Linked DNA regions of Pan troglodytes: region 1 is linked to region 2. Evidence: chromatin contacts called from public HiChIP or PLAC-seq data. All regions are on one chromosome and are shown on one strand. Each heading gives the region's core, a stretch centred on a gene start, on an enhancer-like site or on the middle of the called end of the contact. The rest is flanking DNA. Distances are from core to core; before and after follow the strand shown. Region 1 holds the start of NUP50 (nucleoporin 50). Region 2 holds the start of PHF21B (PHD finger protein 21B).

What was found. HiChIP or PLAC-seq counts read pairs in DNA pulled down with a chosen protein or histone mark.
Region 1: a contact with region 2 is called in an H3K4me3 HiChIP or PLAC-seq map of stem cell-derived excitatory neurons, with 4 times the contacts expected there. The contact joins the promoter of NUP50 here to the promoter of PHF21B in region 2. A contact is called at or near these places in 1 of 7 Hi-C or Micro-C datasets (stem cell-derived neural progenitor cells) and 1 of 1 datasets of contacts at active chromatin or transcription factors (stem cell-derived excitatory neurons).

What each region holds. Positions count from the first base shown.
Region 1 is chr23:47,152,758-47,158,946 of NHGRI_mPanTro3-v2.0_pri, reverse strand. It overlaps NUP50 (nucleoporin 50), which reads right to left and starts at 2,888. Exons shown (of 8, transcript NM_001280258.1): 1 at 2,835-2,888.
Region 2 is chr23:47,009,883-47,015,725 of NHGRI_mPanTro3-v2.0_pri, reverse strand. It overlaps PHF21B (PHD finger protein 21B), which reads left to right and starts at 2,905. Exons shown (of 13, transcript XM_016939371.4): 1 at 2,905-3,408; 2 at 4,287-4,352. The coding sequence starts at 3,355.

The DNA of each region.
Region 1 (6,189 bases), core at 1,639-4,138, 140 kb before region 2:
TAGAAGTCCAAAATGATTAACATGGATGTGTTAGTATTCTGGGAACTTATAACCTTTCAAAAATAAATCATTGGCTTAACTCTTCAATACCATGGCATTAGTGGAAGGGGCAGGAGTTGGGGAACAGCGTGAACTCTGCAGTGGATTCCGGCGCCTAACCAAAGAGGGTGCTCCTGTCCATCCCTTAAAATTTACGATTTGTTTTCTGATCTTAATATCATAACAACAAAATAAAAAACCCACAACCCAGAGCTCCGCTATGAGCGTTGTGCTGCCTTCTTCACTAACTCTCCAGCTGGACAAAAAACCTTTCCATTTCCCCTGCTACCCACCTCGCCCAAAAACTTACTGATTAGTTTTGGGGACCTGCCAGGTCTTGTTAAACCTGCCTGAACTCCTTCGTGATACTCTCCCCACTCTTGTTTGCCCTCAACACCACAATACACCAGAGTAAGCTTCCTTATTCTGGTGTATTGTGTAATACAGAGTGTATTAAAACCCCACAAAGTGGTCGCTAAGATATGAGGTGACATATCACTCTTTAGTATCTAAAAGTAAAATGCAAATGCTGGTATTCCAAAGGCCTCTACAATTTGATGGCCAGTGGAGTAATTACATACGGGCTGTCAGCTTTTAATACATTTTAGTGATTTTTAAATTTTGTAAGTTTATGCTATTTTTCTGATTACAAATGATATTAAAGTCCAAGATTCTAAAATATAAAGGATGAGAAATAAATATACTTTCCATTTGCTGGGAACCCTCTCTTTTTAATGTCCACCCAAAAACACTTGGTTAAGTTTTGCCATTAATCTTTGTCATACAAACAAAAACAAATATAGGAATAGACATAATTCTTTACTGTGCAGAAACCAGGTCTCTGTACGGATTCTTTTTGGCAATTTCCCTACTCATTAACTAATGTCTCCACCAGAGGGTTGGAGAAGTAAGAAGTCACCAACGGTCACGTTTGCTATTTAAGATTAACTGTGGGGCCGGCGAAGTGCCTCACGCCTGTAATCCCAGCACTTTGGGAGGCCAAGGTGGGCAGATCACTTGAGGTCAGGAGTTTGAGACCAGCCTGGCCAAGATGGTGAAACCCCGTCTCTACTAAAAATAAAAAAATTAGCTGGGCGTGGTGGTGGCACCTGCAATCCCAGCTACTCCGGAGGCTGAGGCAGGAGAATCTCTTGAACCCAGGAGGCGGAGGTTGCAGTGAGCTGAGATCGCGCCAATGCACTCCAGCCTATGTGACAGAGCAAGACTCCGTCTCAAAAAAAAAAAAAAAAAAGAAAAAAAGAAAAGAAAAAGAAAAAAAAATTAGCTGTGGAGAAAAAAGGGATGGAGCTGAATGCACAAAAACTGTAATAGTAAAATTGTAACTTCTAACTCATACCCACAATGAAGAGACAGGTGACGCAGTAAAATAGTCTAAATAAATGTAGGGGCTTCCACGTTCTAACATACTCACCAAATCAGTATATAACCAAAACGCAGGGATCTTTGTTTTGTTTACAGATATACTCCAAATGCCCAAACAGTGCCCAGCTCAAACAGCAGGTGTCCTGTCTGTCATTAGATCAGTGAGCTGGGGAAGTATTTCCCCAGTGAGCATAAGTATTTCAAAAAATACTAAAAGATGCTGGCATCCCAGTTTTGCCATTTTCTAGCTGTGAAAACTTGGGCAAGTTATATTTAATTTTTGTGCCTCAGTTTCTTCATCTGTGGAACAGGAAGTATTAAGAAAGTTAAGATAAACAAAGACTGGCTTAGAACAGTACCTGGAGCAGAGGAAGGGCTTAATAAATTATTAAAGAAACAAGTTTTATTAGAAGCAAAGGCTATAAACTATCATTTTCCCTCCAAAACATAAAAGTTGTAGCATGGAAGAAGAATAACTTGGATTACAAACCAGATTTTTACAAATATTTTACCAAATCCCTATTTTATTTCAAAGCATGACACTTCAGACAATACATTTTGCTTTTACGCTACAAGTGGGGGGGAAAAAACCCTCTGTAAAATATTCAGAACAAGGCCTGGCACCTGGAGTCTTATGTCTAGCTACTGTTATGAAGAACTTAAGGGAGGCGGAAGGATCTCTTGAAGCCAGGAGTTGGAAACCAACTTGGTCTCTACGAAAATAAAGATGGACATAGATTAGATGAATAGAAATAAAAAATTAGCCGAGCGTAGTGGCGCACGCCTGTGGTCCCAGCTACTTGGAAAGCTGAGGCAGGAGAATCACTTGAGCCCAGGAGCTTCAGGCTACACAGTGAGCTACCACTACACTGAGGCCTGGTGACAAAGCAAGACCAGTCTCAATCAAACAATCAACAAAAGGGAATTTAAAAAACGTTTGCGTTTGTGGGTAAAAAACCAAATCAGACATCATTTCTAGGTATGAAGCAACGTGGTAGGAGACTGAAAGTCTAGGTAAACTGGAAAAAAACATTATTTGTGCCTGATATAGTTATGTGGTCTCTGGCATCTGGTGTAGCTCTGCCCTTGGAAAGCTCAACTTGTCAACATCAGCTTAAAACGAAAACACAGATTTGGCTACACTTAATAGTGAAGTGCCTTGTTGGAGGAAAACAACAAGGGGGCCAACTAAGGAGACAGAAATACCTCATCTCCAAGCTGGTTCTTAATGGAACCGAGCAAATGGGTGATGAATGACCCGGGAACGCAGTAAGAAAGTGAAGCTAGGCCAGAAAGGTAATGCGCCCAAGAGAAGAGAGACCAGGGGCGGCCAGGGGGAGAGGAGGCTCGAGAGGAATCGCTAGGAAGGAAACGGAGAAGACCACGCCAGGACAGCCCTGCCAGCCCCCTACCTCCGGCGGGGCCGCAGGGGAGAGTCTCACTCGAGTCGGACGCCGCAGCCCGGTGAGGCCCGGGCCCCGCTTCACAAACAGCCGGGGCTGCGTCGCCGCTGTCATCCCACCCCACCCTCCACCCGTCGCTCCCCACCCGCATGCCCCGCCCGGCCCGCGCGCCCGACCCAGGCTCCCTCCCTAGAGTCCCGACCTCTAACCCTGTACCCCACTTCCCAGGGTCCCGTCCTCCAGCCCCGTAAGCCCCTCCCCAGGGTCTGGTCCCCCAGCCCCGCACGCCTCCCCAGGGGCCCGTCCCCCGGCGCTGAACCCGCACCCCCCTCCCCAGGGTCCAGTCCCCAGCCCTGCACTCGCACTCCCCTCCCAGGCCCGAGCCCGCTCCCGCCCTCCCGGCCCTGGGCTCTCAGCACCAGGCTCCCGCCCTCAGCCCCTTCCCCTCCCGCGCCCGCCGCCGCCCCTCACCTCCTCGGCGGCCGCCGCTGCACTCGCTGGGTCTTGGGTGCGGCGAAACCCGGGGCGCAGCGGCGCAGGGGTCTGGAGCCCGCAGGGGTCGCTGGGCTGAGCGCGCTCGGCCGCTTCCGGTGCTGCGCTGCGGAACTCAGAGGAGTTGGTGCTCGGCAAGCCCAGAGACTCAAACACCATGTCCCTGGGGGGGATCCTCACGCTGTGTTCGGCAGGGAGGCGAGAGCGCCGGTTCAGCCAGAGACCGCTGGGGGAACCGCGCCGAACACGCTCCGGGCGGCCATTTTGTAACTCGAATCTACCCCCAAAACCAATTCGAAAAAGAGAGAGGAAAGAAACGCCCGCGTTCAGCTACTGCGCAAGCGCGCTGGCGCTTCCGGCAGTAGCACCTCCTTCCGCCGGCCGGGCCCCTTACGCGGCGCATGCGCCCAGCTCCCTGGAAACCGGCGCGGGGCTGAGAATGCCGGTCTCGCGCAAGCGCGCACGCGCCGACCTTAATCTCGTAGCCGGCGCCAGCAGCCGCGGTTTGGGGCGTCGGCTCACGTGGGGCCGGCAACGCGTCTTCCAGGATGTTCGCGCGCTAGTCACCGCTGAGGGGTCGGCGATGCGCGAGGAGTTCCGGCGAGGAAGGTCGGTCAGGGGACATGGCCGAGGCCCGCGGTGTCCGCGTGTGGGAGCTGCAGGGCTGAGGAGAGGCCGCCCGCAACCCTCGGGAATCGTGTGAGGTGCCACTGGGGTCGCTTCACATCAGGAGGCCCCGTCCCGGGGGACGCGCGCAGGTGACCCTGCTGGCCGTACCTGGCCGGGGTGGCCCGGAGGGGCTGGGTCTCGGCCCCAGGAGGGGCCGTGTGGGCCGCCTGTTAAAGGACCCCTCGTTCGCTGACATTTGATTTTGCGTTGGGTGCCTTCTCTTCTGTGTTTTTCAGCCAGTGAGATCCGTCCTGGGCACTCAGCTGTAGAGCAGGGGAACGAGTCCTGCGTTTTCTGCGCTGAGGTCTCCTGGCCCGTAGGCCAGGCAGCCTCTGAGCTCCTTTCTCACCAGCAGCTTGCGATCCCTCATCCCTGGCCCTGTCACTCCCAGCTGTTTCCAGTGCCGCCTTTTTTTTTTTTTTTTTTTTTTTGAGATGGAGAGTTTAACTTGTTCGCCCAGGCTGGAGTGAAGTGGCACGATCTTGGCCTACTGCAACCTCTGCCTCCCGGATTCAAGCGATTCTCCTGCCTCAGCCTCCCGAGTAGTTGGGATTACAGTCGTGCGCCACCACGCCCGGCTAATGTTTATATTTTCAGTAGAGACGGGTTTTCACCATATTGGTCAGGCTGGTCTCGAACTCGTGACCTCAGGTGATTCCCTCCCCCCCACCACCTCAGCCTCCCAAAGTGCTGGGATTACAGGCCTGAGCCACCGTTCCCGGCCTCGAGCGCCTTCTTATAAACTGGATGGTGGTTTCTGTTTTCACCTTCAAAGTCGAATCTCCCTAGTCCGTTTATTACCGGAAAGAGGTCTCCACTCAGACCCAGCGAGAGGCTTCTTGGATGTCGCGCAGGAAAGAATTCGGGGCGAGTCCACGGACTAAAGTGAAAGCAAGTGTATTAGAGAAGTGAGAAAGCAAAAGAATGGCAGAGCAGGGCATTCCTAAAAGCGGGAGGAGGAAGGCGCCCGCCTTAGGTACAGTGCTTGTTCAAATCTAAGGTAACAGCCAAAAAAATCTTGGGGGACATGGGCTCTACCACGAGGGCCCACGACCAAGGTTTCATGCGCGTCCGTGTGAAGAGACCACCAAACAGGCTTTGTGTGAGCAACATGGCTGTTTATTTCACCTGGGTGCAGGCGGGCTGAGTCCGAAAAGACAGTCAGCGAAGGGAGATAGGGGTGGGGCCGTTTTATAGGATTTGGGAAGGTAATGGAAAATTACAGTCAAAGGGGGTTGTTCTCTGGTGGGCCGGGGTGGGGGGTCACAAGGTGCTCAGTGGGGGAGCTTCTGAGCCAGGAGAAGGAAATTCACAGGGTTAATCACTTAGTTAAGGTTGGGCAGGAACAAATCACGATGGTGGAATGTCATCAGTTAAGGTGGGGCAGGGCCTTTTCACTTCTTTTGTGATTCTTCAGTTACTTCAGGCCATCTGGGCGTATACGTGCAAGTCACAGGGGATGCAATGGCTTGGCTTGGGCTCAGAGGCCTGACACAAGGATCGTTCATCTTTGTTTACTGACTGTGGCAAAGATCTATATTATCTTTAAAGCGAAACCTAAATGAAGAATGCTTTTGATCTTAAGATATTGTTAGGTTTTGAAGGGAAGACGAGAGTTAAAGAATGACACACAGGTCGGGTGCTGTGGCTCACGCCTGTAATCTCAGCACTTTGGGAGGCCGAGGCGGGTGCATCACCTGAGGTCGGGAGTGCGAGACCAGCCCGACCAACATGGTGAAACCTCATCTCTACTAAAAATACAAAAATTAGCGGGGCGTGGTGGCACATGCCTGTAATCTCAGCTACTTGGGAGGCTGAAGCAGGAGAATCACTTGAACCCGCGAGGCGGAGGTTGCAGCGAGCCAAAATCACGCCATTGCACTCCAGGCTGGGTAATACAGTGAGACTGCGTCTCAAAAAAAAAAAAACAACAACAACAAAGGGCAGCTCAACAGCAACACAGGTATATGGCAAAAACCTACAGAGATGGGGGATCAGCTTAATGCCAGAGCCCACTGCTGCTTACAGGCTGGGGTACTTATAGGGCAGGAGGGGAATGGGCAGTATGGCTTGCCATGTGAATATACTTACCAGTATATCTATCCATAAAACGTTCTATGATCAGGCAGTTTGGCCCTTGTTTCCTCAGAATGTGACAGTGATGTTCCTTGCACCTTTGCTGAGCAAGGTTTGATAGGGATGT
Region 2 (5,843 bases), core at 1,656-4,155:
CCTTGTCCACATAACACATTTAAAACCCCAGCATGGTGTTGTAGGACCTTGGGGTCTGGTCCTGCCATCTTTTCTGTCCTGTTTTTCTCCTCCAGTGAGCACTGTAGGCCCCCTGAGATCCCTCCTGCAGCCCACCCCAGGCCCATAGCTTATGCCTGCTCTTCTCTGGAAGCAAATCCATCCTCAGCCACTGGCCCAGATCTCCCAGCCCTGACGGGGAAGAGGCTACACATCTATCCAGGTCTCTGTTGCCTGAGTCTGTGGGTCCAATTCCAGGCAACAGGGCTTGTAAGTAACCTAATGCCCTGAGCCTCAGTCCTCTAACCTGTAAAATAGGGATACCAGACCTACCCCCGGAACTCAGCGAGGGCAGGAGACAACAGGTATGAAGAGTGCTCTGTGGATGGTAAAACTCAGAACAAAGAGTATTACTACGCTCTCAAGGCTCTGCTCAAGTTACTTCTTGACAAGCCCCTCTCAGAATTAACCCTTCCTTTGCCTGTCAGTCATTTTTCTCTCTCTGTGTTTAACACAGGGGCCCTGTGTCTCTGCTGTCTCCGTCGGATCTTTTGCTACACCATGCACTTAAACAGTGCTTTAAGATTCCACAGTCGGAGCCACTATCCTCTGGCCAGCATCAGCCTGAGACTGTGTGGGCCGAAGATGACCTGAATATCCTCTGTTGATTTAATTACCCTACGTGGCTGATAAAATTACTCTGAATTTTTACCAAGAAGCCAGTGGCATTTACAGAGATTACAGTAGGAATCCTCTTTCTGCACACTTTCTCTCTGGCTCTCCAAGCATGGGTCTCCAGGGCAGTCCACTTTCCAGGGCTGGTGTTCAGCCCAGCAAAAGCACTAAGGAGGGAGGCCACCACCCTGACCCGGGCTAAACCCAGAAGTGGGAGGAGTGGGTACCTATTGGGGCACCCCGAGCCAGCCTCTTTGTTTTGCATTTGAGGAACCTTGCTTCTCCCTGCTCAGGGCAAAACCAAAGGAATCACGACCACTTCAAACACAGGCTAGTTTTGCATCCACATTAACCAGTGTTGGCTTATGGTGTGACTGTGGTCCCAGCTGCTTGGGAGGCTGAGGTGGGAGGATTGCTTGAGCAGGTGAGGTGGAGGCAGTGGTGAGCTATGATTTCACCACTGCACATTAGCCTGCACGACAGAATGAGACTCACACAGGAAGTAACTATGCAAAAAACAGAAGGACATGTATATGATCCTTACCGTAACCCACATATTAACCTACGTAATTAAATCAACAAGAGGTTATTCAGGTCGTCTTTGGCCCACACGGATTCAGGCAGATGCTGGCCAGAGGGTAGTGCCTCCTCCTGTTGAGTCTTTTCTGTTTGTTTGGTTTTTTTTTCTGAGACAGAGTCTTGCTCTGTTGCCCAGACTGGAGTGCAGTGGTGCAATCTCGCCTCACTGCAACCTCTGCCTCCTGGGTTGAAGCAACTCTCCTGCCTCAGCCTCCCGAGTAGCTGGGATTACAGGCTTGCGCCACCATGCCTAATTTTTTGTATTTTTAGTCGAGACCATGTCGGGCAGGCTGGTCTCGAACTCCTGACCTCGTGATCTGCCCACTTCGGCCTCCCAAAGTACTGGGATTACAGGTGTGAGCCACCGCCCCCGGCCGGCCTCCTATGGAGTCTTAAAGCGCTGTTTGCAAGTTTCTGTTAACTAATTTGGGTTAAAGTAAGGGTCATCTACATGCCCCTCTGCTTTTTGCATAGTTACTCATATCCTAAGTCTCACTCTGTCGTGCTCTGAAGGCGAGGTGCTGGGTTGTGGGATGAGGGGCCATCTGTGTTTGGGGGTTCCAAACACATAATTTATTACAAATTCCCTAACAGAGAGCAGAACAACACTGGGGTCCTCACTTGAAAAAAAAAAAAAAAAAAGAAAAGAAAGAAAAGGGGGAATTCCAATAACTTCTGCCAACAAAAGAAATGTGTGACCTGTTGGCATATGTTGAAAGGGACATTTGCTGATGGTGCTTGCTTGGGTATTTTTTGTTCTGCCGGAGAGGAATCTGAAGTTAAAACGACTTAACAGCTTAAACGTTTACTTTGACATATGATTGCACCCTTTCTCCCCAGCGTGTTTCAAATGTGCCAGTTTGCTGCCAACAGGGCACCCGGCACTCCGACCTGAATGAAGATGGCAGCCCCGAGGTGGTGACAGTGACTCTGGGACATTAACCTCCTGGCTGCGCGGCTGGAGGTTCTGAAACGCGACCTCCGCAGCTGTAGTTATAATTGTTATAGGTCGCATTGACCGGGCCTGTTTACGACTCTTAACAAGAGTCTTAAAAAGTCCAGTGACATCTGTTGAGAGTTTAATCGTGTAAAAAAAAATCATTAAAGGAAGAGCCAAGAGATCAATTTTCTTGCTGTTTAAACAACACGGAGGCCATCAGGCGGCGGGGGAATGTGGCGACGCGACTAATTTAATCCCCCAAGTCGCGGCGCTGGTATGGACAGGAGGGGACGGAAGAATTTAAATAAAATATCAGAGGGAGGCGGAGGAGGGGGGAAGAGGGAGGCGGAGGACCACGGTGAGGAGAAGTGGAAACATGGACTCGCAGCCTCCCAGCGGAAAGTGTCCTGATCCCGGCGTTACACGGCGCAGGGGGTGGGGGCGCCGCGTTCCCCGGGCTGGCCTGGGGACGGAGAGGATGACTCCGCAGTCGTCCTCTCCGAGCGCCCGGCCCGAGCAGTCCCCGGAGCCGGCGAGCGTGCGTCCCCGTCCACCGCCACTTTTGTTCTCCGCTCGGGGTGCCGGGCCGCGGCGGGGCGGCAGTGCGCAGGCGCGGGCGGGGCGGGGGCGGGGCGCGGCGGGCTGAGGGTCCCGGCACCGCCCCCCGCCGCCCCGGCCCGCTCCATCCGGGCACTGCCGAATTAGCATCGTGCCGAGGCACAACTTTGCCGAGGCCCAACGAGATCCAGGCGCGCGCGCCGGAGGAAATATAGTCCCTGCCCGCGGGAGGCTGGCGCGGGAGGCGGCGGCGGCGGCTGGGCGGGCGCGCGCGGGGCTGCGCGGGGCTCCCGGCGCTGGGGGGGCCATGCGCCGGGCCGCGCCGGCAGCCCGGGGACCCGGCGCAACTTGCCGGGCAGCCTGAGGAGTTGGGGCAGCCGAGGGCTCGGCGCCGCGGCGCCCGGAAGCCTGTCTTCCCCTTCGCCAGCCCCCTTCCCTTTCGGCCGTGGGGGAGGGGGCTCGTGTCCCCCCCAACCCAGCCCGGAGGCCGCGTCCGCCCGCGCCGGCTCTGGCCCCCGCGGAGCCGCGCAACTTCCCGGGAGCCCGGGCCAAAGTGAGCGCAAAGTGCTGCCCAAGTTGCCGGGATGGAGCTGCAGAGCCGGCCCGAGGCGCTCGCCGTGGAACTCGCGCGCCACCAGGTAGGTGCCGGGGGCCGGGCCCGGGGCCGGGGAGTGAGTTGCGGGGTGAGGGGGTCGGGGGACCCGAGCCCAGCATCCTCTCTTCCCGGTCTCTGGGTCTTCCAGGCTGGAGCCTGCCCGGGGGCGAGGGGCGAGGGAGTGAGCACACGCGCGGACCCCCTTCTGGGCTCCCCTCCGCCTGCCCCTGGCGCTGTCCTGCACAGTTTGCGGGATCGAGGACGCGTGGGACCCGAGCCTGGAGTCTTCTGTTAAGCGATGTAGGGTCTGCATGACTGGGAGGGTGCCTGGAGGGGGCTCCTTCGTGAGCCGGCCCCGGGGAGGGGAGTGCGAATAGGCCCCCTTCCGGCCTCCCCTCGGGCCCCCGCGCCCCGGGCGAACCTGCCCGGTGTGCAGAAGTAGTTTTGGCGATCGCTGCTGGCGAGCGGCGGCGTGGCGGCCGGAGCCTGAGCGGGGCTCGGCGTGCGCGTGTGTGTGTTGGGGAGATTAGGACGCGACTTGAATATTTATGAGCTGTGCTCGACACGGACTCGCCGTGTTTACTTGGCTCTTTGTTCCTCCCCCCTCCCCCGGCACACACTCACACTCACTCGCACACGCACCCCGGCCTGCAAACTTGCACGGCTCGGGGCGCGCCGCCGGGTGGCCTCGGCCCCCGCCCCGCCCCGCGAGCTGCCCCGATGAGGCGGCAGCCACAGGTAAGCGGCCCCGCGCGGCACTGCCCGGCCGCCGCGCGTGCAGGACGCGGCCCGGGAAACTTGGGGTGCGCTGCGGCCGGCCCCGCCCGTGGGGCTCCGGGCGGGGGGTGCCGCGGCCCGCGGTGCTGGGGTGCACCTGACCCCGGGTGGCCTGCCTGAGCCCGCTCCTCCGTGTTTCCGCAGAACGGCGACCTCAAGAAGCAGCTCCACGAAAGGCAGCCGCGGATCGCCGCGCTCAGCGACAAACAAGTAAGCGATGGGATCGCGGCCCCCCCTGGGATGGGGCGGGAGGGTGGCTGGGCACTTTGGCGGCGCCCTAAAAAGTGCCAGCCTGGGCGACGCACGCTCAGACTCCCAGAGGGGTCTGTCTCCAGTTCTCAAAGTTCCCCATCCCTCCCCTTTCCTGGAAAGAAAGAGCCGGGTTCTCGGAGGCGGCAGGGAGAGCCGGGCCCTGCGGGGGCCGAAGAGAGGAGCTCACTTAAAAGGCAGCGCGCTGCCCGGCGTCCATTTTGAGGTGGTGGACATGTTTTTGGAACGTGGCGATTTCTCCCGGCTCGGAGTCCCCCGCTTTGCGCTGAGGCGGCCATGGGGGCGGAGGGGGGCGGCCGTGGGGGCCTGGACACCAAACTCGTTGGAAGCGATTTCTGGGTTCCGTGGCAAACCTCGCTTTGAAATCGTTCCTCGAGGCTCCCTCCCCCCCCGCACCACCTTCCACTTCCCTAGCTTCACTTTTTATTCTTGGAACCTGACGCCAGCTCCCGGGGAACAAAAGAAACGCCCCCCCGGGACCCCTCAGTTCTGCTCCAACTTTGGGCTCCGGGCGTTAGGTGTAGTTGGGGACACCTGAGAAGCTCCCACGCGTCGGAGGCGCGACCGCCCACCCCCCTCCGGGCCTCCTCCGGGGAGGAAAAGTTGTCCATTGTGACTTAGTTGCGCTGAGCTCAGCGCTCGGGGTTTCAGCACCACGAACAGATGCCGCCGCCAGAGCCCGGCCGGCCGCGCGCCCCCGCCCCCTGGCTCCCGCCCCTCCCCCGCTGCCCCTCCCCCGCCGCGCCCCCTCCCCGCACTCGCACACCCGCCCCTTCCCCGCGCTCGCACACCCGCCTCTTCCCCGCGCAGCCCTGAGCCGAGAACTTTGAGCGGCGCAGCCAATGGCGTGCTGGGGGCACCGCGGTGGCGGGCACGGGGGCGGCGGCGCCCCTCCCTCCCTCCGCTGCCCCCTCCCTCCCTCCTCGCGCCCCGCCCCCGCCCGCGCCGCGCCCCCGGCCATCGATCGCGTTTCCTTCGGAATGCCGGCCGCAGCCACCAGCGCCAAACTTGGACAGCTCCGGGCCCGCCCCCGCGCGCCCCCGCCCGGGCCTGCCCCCGCGCTCCCACCCCAGCCCGGGCCGCCCGATCGGACGCCCCCTCCCCCGGGGGATTTTCTGGCGTAGGGGAGAGACGTGGACGAGGTTGGGGCGGCTGCCGGTGACCCTGGCGAGAGAGAATTCGGAGGCCGGGCGTTCGTGTCGAGTCTTTAAAGTTAAAAAGTGATGGGAGGGGGCGTGCGCGAGTGGCGGGTTGGGGGGGGCCCGGGCTTGCTGAAAGGAAGATGGCAGTGCCGCGGGCCCGCTCCTGCTCTGGGCCGCCGGGCTGGACTGAAGGCTTGGGACGAATGCACTAACCCCTTTCAGTCGGTGCCGCGGCCCCCCCGCCCCCGGCCGCGCGCCCCCGTCCGGGAGTGGAAGCTTCCATTCCCGC